2 separate regions of the Pan troglodytes genome follow, and region 1 is linked to region 2. A link is a contact called in public HiChIP or PLAC-seq data. All regions are on one chromosome and are shown on one strand. Each heading gives the region's core, a stretch centred on a gene start, on an enhancer-like site or on the middle of the called end of the contact. The rest is flanking DNA. Distances are from core to core; before and after follow the strand shown.

Region 1 (6,662 bases), core at 3,586-6,085, 290 kb before region 2:
CATCTACAAAATAAAAATGTAGTACCATTTACTTCACAGAGTGTTACAAGGATTAAGTGTCTTAAGGCTAGGGTTGGCAGACTATGGCCCATGGGCCAAATCTGGCCTGCTACCTGTTTTTGTAGGGGCTGCAAGCTAAGAACGATTTTTTACATCTTGAAGTAGTTGAAAAAAATCAGAAGACTATTTTGTGACATGAGAATAAATGAAAATCAATTTTCAGCATCTGTGAATAATGTTTAATTAGAACACAGCTATGCTCATTTGTTTATGTATTGTCTATGGCTGCTTTTATGCTATAACAATGAAGCTGATTAGCTGTGACAGAGAACCCAGGCCTACAAAGCATATTTACTTTCTGGCCCTTTACAGGAAAAGTGTGCAAACTCTTGGTCTAAGACATAGAAAACAGGATCCTGTTTAACCCTCATGACTCTACAGTTAAGTGGTATTAAGAACATTTTGCCAAAGAACAGGGTAGATAAATTGTCCAAGGTCACATAGCTAGTCAGGGAAAAAGCCAGCCTGACCCCAAAGCCTATTCTCTTTCTAATGTATCATACTAGTATATTGGTTTTGCTTTTTGATACATTAACAGCGATCATAATTTTAAATAGTTTAACAGAATTTCACTAAGTATTAAATACTGATTTTATTTTAGTTTTTTTCTTTTTTCAAAGACTGCAGAAACCAGTTGATCTATACTGTTTTAAATGCTGTGTAAACAGGCTTTGCTGTAAATTTCAATTCCTTATTAAATTAAGACAAGACTTTGCATATGTAGACAGCCAAAACAATTGGGGATTGAAAATCTCTCACAGGACTTAACGTTTTCATAAACACAGAATTCACAGAAACTGTAAACCATGTGATAAGTGTACATTAATTTTTATATTTCAGTATTTGTTACCCCCACCAAAGGTTACCCTCAACCAACCCAATCCCCTTCATAGCCTTCCTTTTAAAAACCAAGGTGCCACTGCGATATAGGAATGTGAACAGCAGTAAACTTGTCACAGAGAATATTGTGATCAGCATACAAAATGACTTGAAGGCAACTTTATTAGCTTTTATTTTAAATTATGTAATTATCAAGGATGAATATCCCAAAGTCTTCCAAGACTGAAACAAGAACCATGTTACTGTGTGTACTGTCACTGTTACAGTGTGCACCATAACTCTAGTAGTTTAAGAATTACGTGAACTATTTTAAGGGCTATGTCATGACATACAGAAGGAATTCTAATTTTCAATACTTTCAAATTAATTTTCTTTGTCATAGATGGTTGTATTAGTCCATCCTCACATTGCTATAAAGAAATACCTGAGACTGGGTAATTTATATGAGATTTAATTGGTTCAGGGTTCTGCAGGCTGTACAGAAGCATGGTGGCCTCTGCTTCTGGAGAGACCTCAGGGAGCTTTTACTCAAGGCAGAAGGCAAAGTGGGCGCAGGCAGTTCACATGCCAAAATCAGAGGCAAGAGAGAGCAAGGCGGGAGGTGATACACACTTTTAAACAACCACACCTTGAGAGAACTCACTGTCGCTGGAACAGCACCAAGGGGATGGTGCTGAGAAATTCACACCCATGATCCAATCACTCCCACCAGGCCCTGCTTCCAACACTGGGATTACATTTTGACCTGAGATATAAGTGGGGACAACATCCAAACTATATCAGTGATCTTAGTTTAAATTCTTCAGAGTGATCAATTTCGTAATTTTTTTTGATAGCAGTACTGTCAGCAGAGGTTAGACACATTAAGAGTGCTGAGGATGTGCTGCAGAGATTTTACTCAACAGTCCCTTGCATTTACCAAGGAGGTATTGGCTGTAGACCTACTCTTTTTTTTTTCCTCCAATTAGTTCCAGATACTGCTGCTGGATTTACTCAAGGCCCACTTCTATTCCTGGTGCCATACAAGCTGAAACATTTTGTGACTCTCCATCAAATGAAGCATGAACAGTAAACACAACAATCCAAGTCTTTTGCCAATGATATCGTGGCTCTCTCTAGTCTCATTTTCCCTTGTTTGTATCCTAAGCTTCATCCAACATAGACACACTCTTCTTAAATATGTCCTTGATTTTCCTCCCTCCACAGTATTTCTTCAACCTGTTCCACCTCCCTTTCCACTTGCAGAGTCCTCAGTCTTCTCCTTTAGGACCCATCTGAAATGTCTACTCCTTAATGAAAACTTTTCTGATCTCTCTAATGGCATGAGATTTCTCTATCCTAAATACTCATTAGCCCTTTCTTTATATTTCATTGTACTAGATCCAGCTATTTAACTGTAAATATTTTTTTATCATCCCTAAGAAGTAAAAAAAAAAAAAAAAAAAAAACAAACTTCGTGAGGGTAGGAATGCCTTAATTTAGAACCAGTAGAATATTACAAAAAATACGTAGCATGTGGGAGAGACTATGGGAGATACGAAAGCCAGGAAAGGAAAGATACAAATGGAATTTAAACTTTATCTTATGGGCATCAGACAACTATTCTTGAACAGAAAAAGTGACATATGAAAAAAATACTACAGGAAAATTACTGATTACCTGTATTTACTGTAGAGGGGGGTACGGGGAAAGAGTAAGGTTATCTTGGAGACTGCAGAAGAACAGTACATTGGAAAATTAGTATGGCGGAGGAAACAACACCCCTTTAAAGAAGAAAAGTAAAGAAACTGGAGAGTTCAATGATGCTGAAATAGGAGGAACATGAAAATAGATTAGAGGAGGCAGGGAGGAAATAGTGACCTGAAGAACAGATGCTGGAAGAGCCATATAAGAATGATAATAGGCAAAAGTAAAACCAGAAGTTCTTTACTTTTATAGCCATCTTCTGCTTTACTTTTTAGGAAAGCTTGAAAATATACTCTGCTTTGCTTATTCCAGTTAACAACTAATACTAGCTACATTTCTCAAAGTGAGTATCCAGATGGCTCAGCTATTTTAAAAGATACTGATAATCTCAAAATAAGTTTTCAGAAATAAAAATCACCATCTGACTTAACTTTTGCACTGCAAAAGATTCGTTTAACAAATACTGAACAGTTGATCTGCCGGCACTGTTCTAGCATTAGGGTATACAACAAAGGAGTGCTTGCTGTCATGGAGCTTATGTTCTATCTAGACGCAGATGACTAACATGCAGTGTGACTAGACATCCTGGTTTGCCCAGGATTGAGGGATTTCCTGGGATGCAGGACTTCCAGTGCTAAGCCTGGGAAATCAGTGACAACAAATGCTAGTGGTAGCTGATCTCCCAATGATCCCCTAAAACCACCCTGCCCCCAACTTCCCACTTCCTGGTATTCATGCCCTTATGTTAACCCTTCTCACATTAAATAGGGCTGACCTGCAAAAGTAACAACACATTGTGGAAACGACTGTGTGACTTCCAATGCTAGGTCTATGAATTTCATGTGGCTCTCTGCTGCACTCAAGCAGCCCTATGGAGAGGCCTACTTGTCAAGGAACCAAAACCTCTTGCTATCAGCTATGTAAATGAACCATCTTTAAGGGAGACTCTCCAGCCACAGTCAAATACAGTCAGATTTTCAGATGATTTTAGCCCTGGACAGCATGTTCACTGCAACCTCTTAGGAGATCTTAGTCAGAACCACCCAGCTGAGTCACTCAAATACCTGACATACAGAAACTGAAATAAAGCTTGATGCTAAATTTGGGGGTAATTTAATACAGAGTAGTAGATAACTAATACAGTACTGGAGAAAAGTTATGCCTGGTAAGGACTTAGGAAGGTAGGCACTATTTTTGGTAAGTGGATTTGGATAAGCCTCTCTTACAAAGGCATTTGGGCAGAGATCCAAAAAATAAGGAAGCAAGCCAGCAAAAGGATGTTCCAAGCAGAAGAGTAATGGATTTCTGACTTAGTATCAACTAAAGTGCTTGTTAGAAGAACATCAAATGTGTCATTGCGACTCAAGTAGGGTGAGCAGGGTAGAGAAGGGGGTGTGGCAGGACATCAGAGGGAGGGGTAGAGCCTCGCAGAATAAAAAGTAAGGTGTCTGAATTTGATTGAGTCAAGGGAAGGCACTGGAAGGTTTTTTAAAGCGCCATCTTCTTTTGGTTTTCTCTTGGCAGCCTGGATTCCGAGCATGCAACATTCGACTCTAACAAGGCTGACTCTGGTTCAACCAGGCTGTGTGGATGAAATCTACGACCTCCCCAAGCATTTGAAGTTCATGTTTTCTTTTTCTTTTGAGATGGAATCTTGCTCTGTTGCCCAGGCTGGAGTGCAGTGGCGCGATCTCGGCTCACCACAACCTCCGCCTCCCGGGTTCAAGCGATTCTCCTGCCTCAACCTCCCAAGTAGCTGGGATTACAGGTCTGCGCCACTGCGCCGGGACTAATTTTTGTATTTTTTAGCAGAGACTGGGTTTCGCCATGTTGGCCAGGCTGGTCTTGAACCCCTGACCTCAGATGATCCGCCCGCCTCGGCCTCGCAAAGTGCTGGGATTACGGGCGTGAGCCACCGCGCCTGGCCTGAAGTTCTTTTCTACAGAACTTTGCTGTCCTATATACATGAGGGTACACAGCCAACTGGGCACCTGGCACGGGTCTAGTCCAAATTGAGATAGGCTGTTAACTCTAAAACACACACTGGATTTCCAAGACTTAGAACCAACGACAGAGCGTAAAAGATCTAATTAGTTCTTTTAGACTGATTACATCCTGAAATGACAGGATGGGCTAAATTAAACACATTAAAAGCAGTTTCACCGATTTCTCTTTACTCTTTAAAAATGTGGCTGCTATTAGAATTACCTACGTGCCTTGGACTGTGTGTCTACAGGGAGCTCCTCTCGCGCACTCTTGTGCACTCAAATTCCGCCGGTGTCCTCCGCCGGAAGGGCCGCCTCAGAAAGGCCGAGCCCCCGGCCTGGCTTCTCCGGTTTCCCGGGAAAGCGTTGCAACCACGGGCGAGGGCTCCGAGGTCGGCCCCGAGGGGTAAGGGCAGCCCTTGCCTTCGCGACATCCATTCACCCGGCTCCGCAGGTGCAGCGCGCGGTCCTCAGAGAAACCCCGACCCTCGCGTCGCTGACCCGACCATTCATTAATCGGGGGCTTCCCAGGGCCCAGGAGCAGCCTCGGGCGCCCCACTCCCCCATTCTCGCGTAGCCGTCCCCTTGACCGCGTCACACCGAGTGGCACAACCACCAGGGAAGGTAACTGGGAGGGCGCGACCTCCCTCAATCAACAGCCACCTCGGGCTGACTGAGCGGACCCAGGTCCCGTTCAGCCACAGCGTTCCCTCGGCTTCCTGGGCCTCACGGCGGCGGAGGCGTGGCCACAGCCTGAGAGGCGGGTTTCCTGTCCAGTTGTGAATAACTTCCGACGTGTGCCGGAAGTTTCCTCAGTGACAATCAGGAAGTCGGCGTGTCGAGTGGCTTTTCCTGGCTGCTGAGGCGGGTTAAGGTCTGAGGGTCTTGTGGGGCCAGGGCGCTGATCACCAGGTGTTTGGCTTGGTCAGCTCTTATTTCTCGCCTGGCAATGGCGACGTACACCTGCATAACATGCCGGGTGGCGTTCCGCGACGCGGACATGCAGCGGGCCCACTATAAGACGGACTGGCACCGCTACAACCTGCGGCGGAAGGTGGCCAGCATGGCCCCAGTGACCGCCGAGGGCTTCCAGGAGCGAGTGCGGGCGCAGCGGGCCGTCGCGGAGGAGGAGAGCAAGGGCTCGGCCACCTACTGCACCGTTTGCAGTAAGAAGTTTGCCTCTTTCAACGCCTACGAGAACCACCTCAAGTCCCGGCGTCACGTTGAGCTGGAGAAGAAGGCCGTGCAGGCAGTGAATCGGAAAGTGGAGATGATGAATGAAAAGAACTTGGAGAAAGGACTGGGCGTGGACAGTGTGGACAAGGATGCCATGAACGCGGCCATCCAGCAGGCCATCAAGGCCCAGCCGTCCATGTCTCCCAAGAAGGCGCCCCCAGCGCCTGCAAAGGAGGCCAGGAATGTCGTGGCCGTGGGTACTGGTGGCCGTGGGACCCGCGACCGAGACCCGAGTGAGAAACCACCCCGGCTCCAGTGGTTTGAACAGCAGGCGAAGAAGTTGGCAAAGCAGCAGGAGGACAGCGAGGAGGAGGAAGAGGACCCGGATGGAGACGGTGATGGCCCTGTCTGGGCGGGGAGGGTAAAGAGGAACTTGGCCCACCCTTAGGTTTCCAGATTTATACTCGAGATGGGTGTGTGTGTGTGTGTTTGAGAGCTTTTAAGTAAAAATGATGAGGGAAGGTGGTTTAGACGCTTTCTGAAGTGCCTTATCTGGCCAGCAGGTTTGGCTGTTTAGTTCACTCAATTCATTCTCCAAGGCCTGAAACCTTGTCTGGAAAAAGAAGTGCTTAATGCATATTTGGAGAATGAATTGATGCCTTCTGTGTTTTGGATGAAGAGGCTTTTAACATATGCACAGGAGGACATGCTATCGTCATACCAGCTGCCGTGTAATTTGCGATTCTAGTGGGTTTCCAGTTATGATGGTTTTGCACTTAATTTAGTTGAGTAAAACAGAATGAGGGGATCAAAACCAACTCAGCCAGAAATTTGGAGCTGGAGCCAGCAGCCTCACCTCTTTGCCTTTATGAGCTATTTATTCCTTACTTCCCTCATCCCACATCCTATTAACAG
Region 2 (6,234 bases), core at 357-2,856:
TTTAAAAATGTGCTTGCTGCCTGCCACTCTGCTACCAAAAATAGCCAGTCTGAAGGGGCTAAGTGTTAGAGGACATTCCTGGAAACTAGTTCATCAGAGAACATTTGTGACAAAACATTCTTGAATTATTTTTCACTACCTTCTCTCTCTGGCAAATGAAACCAATTTCTGTCAAAAGAGGTAGGTCTTCTTTAAGAATCAAATATACTTCTTACTGCCAAAACGTGAAATGGAAAAATGAACTTAAGCTAGTAGTTTATCTCAGCCATTACAGAGTATCTAACTATTAATGGGAATCAATGGCGCCAAACACACAATGTACTACAATACTATTTTAGGAGGCAGAAGAAAGGATTGGAAGAAAAAATTATTGGCATTTGAACCAGAAAATCTGGTCAGGGAACACAGAAGTTCTTTGTTAATAGTTCTATAACCTTGAACAAGTTATTTTGCCTTTCTGATCCCGGGTCTTCGGCTATGAAACGCTGCCAAAAATGACTGCTCTGTGTCTTTGTGTCAAAGACTGAAAGCGTCACATCAGTGAAAATTCGGATAGACACACTGCCGCATATAAATCCGGTGCTTTATGATCTCACACTGCACGGATTTGGAAACTACTGCATGTGCACGATTCTCAGCCTAGTTCCCTGCAGGTGAGGGATTTTTTTTTTTTCCCGGAAAGAAAACTGTTAGCTCTGCCCTGAAGATGAGTCCCACAGAGGTTTTGCAGGGTGGAGTTACCGAGAAATTGACTTCGGGGTGAGTAAAACTAAGATCCGGGGAAGGCTGCAGCCACTTTTCCAGGGTAAGGGGCGGTGTCATTTGCTTCCTCATGCGGCGAGGACGAAAGTGATTATAAGCCACAGAACGTGGCGCCAGGGCATAAACCATTTCAGGAGACGAAGCTCTGACCTTCCAGGCACCAAGATCTTTACCAACAACCCGGGATGCTCACTGCAGGAGGGAGCGGGTGAGGAGGACACAGGGATTCGAGGGCGGGACAGACAGGGAGAGGACACAGGTTCCAGAGACTTCTGTTTTAAGGCTCTCGGGGATCCCTGAGAAGGCCCTTGAGGGCTCCAAGCGCGGGGAGCGAGGGCCGGGAAGTGGCGGTTACAGTCCCGGGTCCCGCGCCCTTTCCCGCTCCACTGCTCAGCCAGTTCGGGCGCGCCCAGGGCACCCGCCTCGCGCACCCCTAAGCCCACGCGGGTCTCGGCTCAGACTGTCGCGCCCCACCCGGCCCACGCCACATCCCACCGGCCCATCCAGTAACGGTTTCTGGACCCGCGGCCTCTCCCCTGCCCCCTACTTCCCAGCTCACGAGAGCCGCAGCGCTGCGCCGTTTGGAGAGGGGTCATCCGCCCCGGAACCGACGTGAGCGCGGGGCCGGCCCGTGGAGGCGGCTGAGGGATCCCCCACTTCCAGCCCGCCCGCTCGGAGCCGAACCCCGAGCTCCGTCCCGCTGATCCGCGCCCCCAACCCACCCCGCGCCCGCGCCCGCGCCCGCGCCCCCTCACCCCCGCCGCACCGCTCCTCCCTCCCGCCCCCTCGCTTCTCCGGCCCCCCCTTTCCGCGGCGCGGCTCTCACGCGCAGCCGAATTCGGCGCCGCCTCCATCAGAGCCGAGCCGGCGGCTCCACCGAACGGCCGCGCCTGCCGCCGCCGCAGCTGCTGAACCTTCCGCATCCCCTCCCCGTCCCGCCCCCTAGCCCCAGGCGCCCGGGCCCCCTCCCTCTTTTTCCCCTCTCCCTCCCGCCCCTCCGCGCTCTCTTTCCCTGCAGCCAGAGCCCGGCCCGCCAGCCGGGCCGGCAGGAGGGCGGCGGCGGCACAACCATGAGCTTTGAGGGCGGCCACGGCGGTAGTCGGTGTCGCGGGGCGGAGAGCGGGGACGCCGAGCCTCCCCCGCAACCTCCCCCGCCGCCGCCGCCGCCGCCGCCGCCGCCGCCGCCGCCGGGAGAGCCGGCCCCGGTCCCCGCGGCCCCGCGCTACCTGCCGCCGCTGCCCGCGTCCCCCGAGACCCCCGAGCGCGCCGCGGGGCCAAGCGAGCCGCTAGGGGAGGTGGCCCCGCGGTGCAGGGGAGCGGACGAGCTGCCGCCTCCGCCGCTGCCCCTGCAGCCCGCCGGCCAGGAAGTGGCGGCGGCCGGCGACTCCGGGGAAGGTCCGAGGCGCCTCCCGGCGGCGGCAGCAGCGAAAGGCGGCCCCGGGGAGTCTGAGGCCGGCGCGGGCGGCGAGGGCGAGCGGCGGGGCGCCGGAGACCAGCCCGAGACGCGCTCGGTGTGCAGCAGCCGCAGCAGCAGCAGTGGCGGCGGCGACCAGCGCGCTGGGCACCAGCACCGGCACCACCAGCCCATCTGCAAGATCTGCTTCCAGGGCGCGGAGCAGGTAAGGCCCGGCGAGACCCCGAGGCAGCCGGTGGCGGCTCCAGCTCGCGCCGGTCAAGCTTTCAGCACCACGGACAGCGCACGCATACCTCCCAGTTTGCCTCCAGTGAGGCTCCTCTGGTTCTGCCCTGTGAGCGCTGGCTCCAATATGCCTTCCCCTTTCCCTTCCCGTGAAGGCAAATAAAAATGTCCCAGTGGTGAATACTGGGTTTAATTTCATCTACACTTTCTTTTTCCTTCCTGGCTTAGGAGCTACATGTTCCTCAGGTGCTTTAGTGATAATGCCAAAAGCGGCTTTTGTGAATTATTCGATGGATTTTGGTTTATGCTTAGAAGCAAACCTGTCAGATGTAAGGTGAAGTCCGTTTTCTACAGATGTATCTTGAGACAGATGTCATATCACAACCAGAAAGGGCAGAGTCTTTCCTTACTGCAAATTTGGGTGACTTAATCTCACGGATGTGAAAAGCATGTGATACAAGAGAAATAGGAATGGACTTTGAAAGAAAGGCTATTATGCCAACAATTTATATTTTGTCAGCAACACAATTCTAAAATTATAAACACCATTGTAGGTGCATGCAAACTTATATGAGAGTAATCATGCAGAGGAAATGATAGCATATGTCCCTTACAAATGTGTGGTCTGAGAAAAGATTAGGTGTAATGTTTTTAAACGTAAGGAAATAGCATAAGAATATACAAGCTTTCAGGAATATAGTGCCCTAAGTCAATATTTATGATGCTACATTTAGAAAAAAAAGCATAATGCCGCTTTCTGGGATGCCATGCATTTCTTCTTTAGCAATGATTAAGAATAACTGCAGAGGAAATGCATCTGACCATCCACTTAAAAGTTATTAAAGAGATTTAATAGTACAGCTTGCCCCCACGGGTATTGGGAGCTATATCTTGCAGACATTTTGTATGTTGGTAGAACATTTATGTCATAACTCTAAGCAATATCTTTGAAATAGTTTTAAGACTTAGTTTCATTCCCATGAGAGGTATAAAATTTTAATTTCATTTCCTAGGATAGAGCCTGATGCTGTATCCTGAGTAAATGGCTTTGGAAGAAAAGAAAGGAAGCATTAGGTTTTTAAAATAGAGACACAGACACAAATATTCACACTGAGCTGTTTTCTTTTTAGGGTGAGTTGTTGAACCCCTGCCGATGTGATGGGTCAGTTCGGTATACACATCAGCTGTGCCTGCTAAAGTGGATCAGTGAGAGAGGTTCCTGGACCTGTGAACTTTGCTGTTATAGATACCATGTTATAGCCATTAAAATGAAACAACCTTGCCAGGTAAGCAGTTTCAACATTTATTTTTCCTGAAATAATTTTGTTAACATGAATGCACTTAAGCTTAGTTATTACTAAGGATATTTACTTATGCTACTTAAAAACATTTTGTGAAAATTACACTAAAACCAAGATTTAGAATTTGTAAACATATGTTTTTGAGAAAGCCATGACATTTTATCTGAGAAACTCAAAAGACATTTTAATCGAATGGTTTCCTTTATGAATTTTTTACTTATTGATAAAATGATACCAGTCTTTTTTCTAAAAAGGCAAGTTGGTAAAATGACTTGTACCACACTTAAATCAATTTTATTCATTAGAAATGTTACACAATTGATTTTATTAATATTTTGTTAACTTAAGCAATTAAGCTCTAATGGGCTCCATTTATGGAGAACAGATACAAGTAAAACAAAACTTCACTGGTATGAAAACTTTGGTTGAACCTATTAGTTCTAATCTGAATGTTATTTCCATTTAACCAGGCTTTCTTTGTCATGTGATGTTCTTTCGCAGTTAAATTTTGGCTGATTTTCTTCTTTGCTGTGTTCAACTACATAGTGGATGCAGAAGTATTCCCAACAGTTACTCTCAATAATACTACTGAACTAGTATTCTTACATATTCTTAAACTTTTTGTGTATAATCACATAATAACATAATACACATAAATCTACAAATGCCCTGGAAAATAGGCCTAAAATTTATCGTGAAACAGATTCAGGTTCTTTGAACAGACAGGTAGAATATAAAATATTAAGAATGACATCTTAAGGAAAAGCAGAATAATGTGTAATTAATGTTATCTGGTAGGCTGAAGTTAAGTAGACATAAAAGAATAGGGTTCAAAACAGAGACAAAGGAGTAATAGAAATAAAAAGAATAGGGAATTGCAAAGTTGGGAGGGGGAAAAGTAATAAATTCTCGTGTTCCTTGTTGCTATCTAAATCACCCAATTTGGTTTTTATTCAGCAATGTAATATAGGTGGAACTACCAGTGTTTGCAGAAGGAACCTGGAAGCTGAATTACTAGTGCATTCATAATTTAAATTTCATAGTTTAAAATTTTTGTATCTTTTATATAGTTTGCAATTAATTTGCATCTCTGATAGTCTCCATTTAATGCATGATTAGCAACCACAAAATGAAAATATGTATTTCTCAAGCTGACCTAGGGCTTGTGAATAATTGGAAAGAGAAAGCATAAATAATGGGGATGAGTGATATTATCATGCTGAAGACAGGCACAAACCTGACACCTTTTCCAAGAACCTCTGATTGAACTACTTGGGTATCAATTTATGAATCCATCATAGTTGTCTTGAAAAACAGATGAAACCATTTTCAAAGACTAGCATATAGGTAGTATAATTGGATCTACAACAGTTTTATCAATAGAAGTATGTGGGAAAATAAGAAATGAGAGAGTTTTGGGCTCTAGAGGAAAGTTCCATGAGAAGAGCTATGGTCAGACACTCATTGGCTGAAACAGAAGACTATTTCAAGAGCTTGAACTTATGGCAACTATATGTCAATTCATTTGGGATGATTAATTTTGAAGTAAATACAGATAAGTACTTGATGGACATTTTAAAATAGGAGATCAAGAGCTGGGGCAAAAAAAAATACTATTTACTAATTTTAATCCTATAGCAAAAAGAATTGGTTACTACTGTCTCTTGCTTCGTTTAAAAAAGATTCAATAGTTATTTTTTAAAAGTAACTCCCAAACTGTGCATATGATTTTCCTTTTCCCCAAAAAGAACTAAAACCTAAAAACTAATCTGGTACTACTAGCATATTTAGGATTAATTTTATTATGACATCTGTAAATACTACCATTATCTGTAACCTGATCTGATTGTTGTAGTGACCTACAAAATCATATGTAGAAACAAAGTTGATATGAATGTGATGATGATAGCTCAGAACATGCTGGAGATGAAATAACTTTCCAGGACTACGTCAGATACACATGTATCTGTGTGAGGCCAATCCCTTGTGAATAGGTGGTTTCTTGGATGTAGAACAGAACAGAGAACAAATATTAATATTCACAAATACTTTGCCACGCACTGTTCTAAATGCTTTATATATATGGATACTGATATTTAATCTTCATGACAAATCTATGAGGTGAGGAATATTTCTATTTTACTCAAAGGGAAACTGAGGCACAGTAAAGTTAAGTAACTTCTACTAGGTACCTATCTAGTAAAAGGCAAAGCCAAGATTCAGACTTAGTCAGTCTGGCCCAGGGTCCACTGTCTTAGCCGCCCTGTTGGAAAGTGTGCTTCTCAATCCCATCCTAGCCACCTTCATGTTTCTGGATCTTTCAGGACTTGTCCTGGAAAAGGCTGTAGCAAGCAGGAAATAGTTTCGGCCTGGATCTCTAAGATGGTTTGGGAAGGTTTTGACTGTCTACTGTTGCATAATAAACCACCTCAATACTTAGTGCTTTAAACAACAACTGTCATTTATGATCTGTTAAGAGTCTATGGGTTGATGGAGGTCAGCTGAGATGTCTTTCTCTGCATGCAACATCAC

Evidence for each region. HiChIP or PLAC-seq counts read pairs in DNA pulled down with a chosen protein or histone mark.
Region 1: a contact with region 2 is called in an H3K4me3 HiChIP or PLAC-seq map of stem cell-derived excitatory neurons, with 4 times the contacts expected there. The contact joins the promoter of ZNF622 here to the promoter of MARCHF11 in region 2. A contact is called at or near these places in 1 of 7 Hi-C or Micro-C datasets (stem cell-derived neural progenitor cells), 1 of 1 datasets of contacts at active chromatin or transcription factors (stem cell-derived excitatory neurons) and 1 of 1 other capture datasets (stem cell-derived neural stem cells).

The regions. Positions count from the first base shown.
Region 1 is chr4:17,112,023-17,118,684 of NHGRI_mPanTro3-v2.0_pri, reverse strand. It overlaps ZNF622 (zinc finger protein 622), which reads left to right and starts at 4,835. Exons shown (of 6, transcript XM_003310632.6): 1 at 4,835-6,142. The coding sequence starts at 5,521.
Region 2 is chr4:16,818,770-16,825,003 of NHGRI_mPanTro3-v2.0_pri, reverse strand. MARCHF11 (membrane associated ring-CH-type finger 11) reads left to right here and starts at 1,606. Exons shown (of 5, transcript XM_054684181.2): 1 at 1,606-2,381; 2 at 3,532-3,687. The coding sequence starts at 1,833. It overlaps LOC750999 (a long non-coding RNA gene), which reads right to left and starts at 1,675. Exons shown (of 3, transcript XR_680046.5): 1 at 1,589-1,675; 2 at 742-954. It overlaps LOC104006358 (a long non-coding RNA gene), which reads left to right. Exons shown (of 4, transcript XR_008547879.2): 4 at 683-759.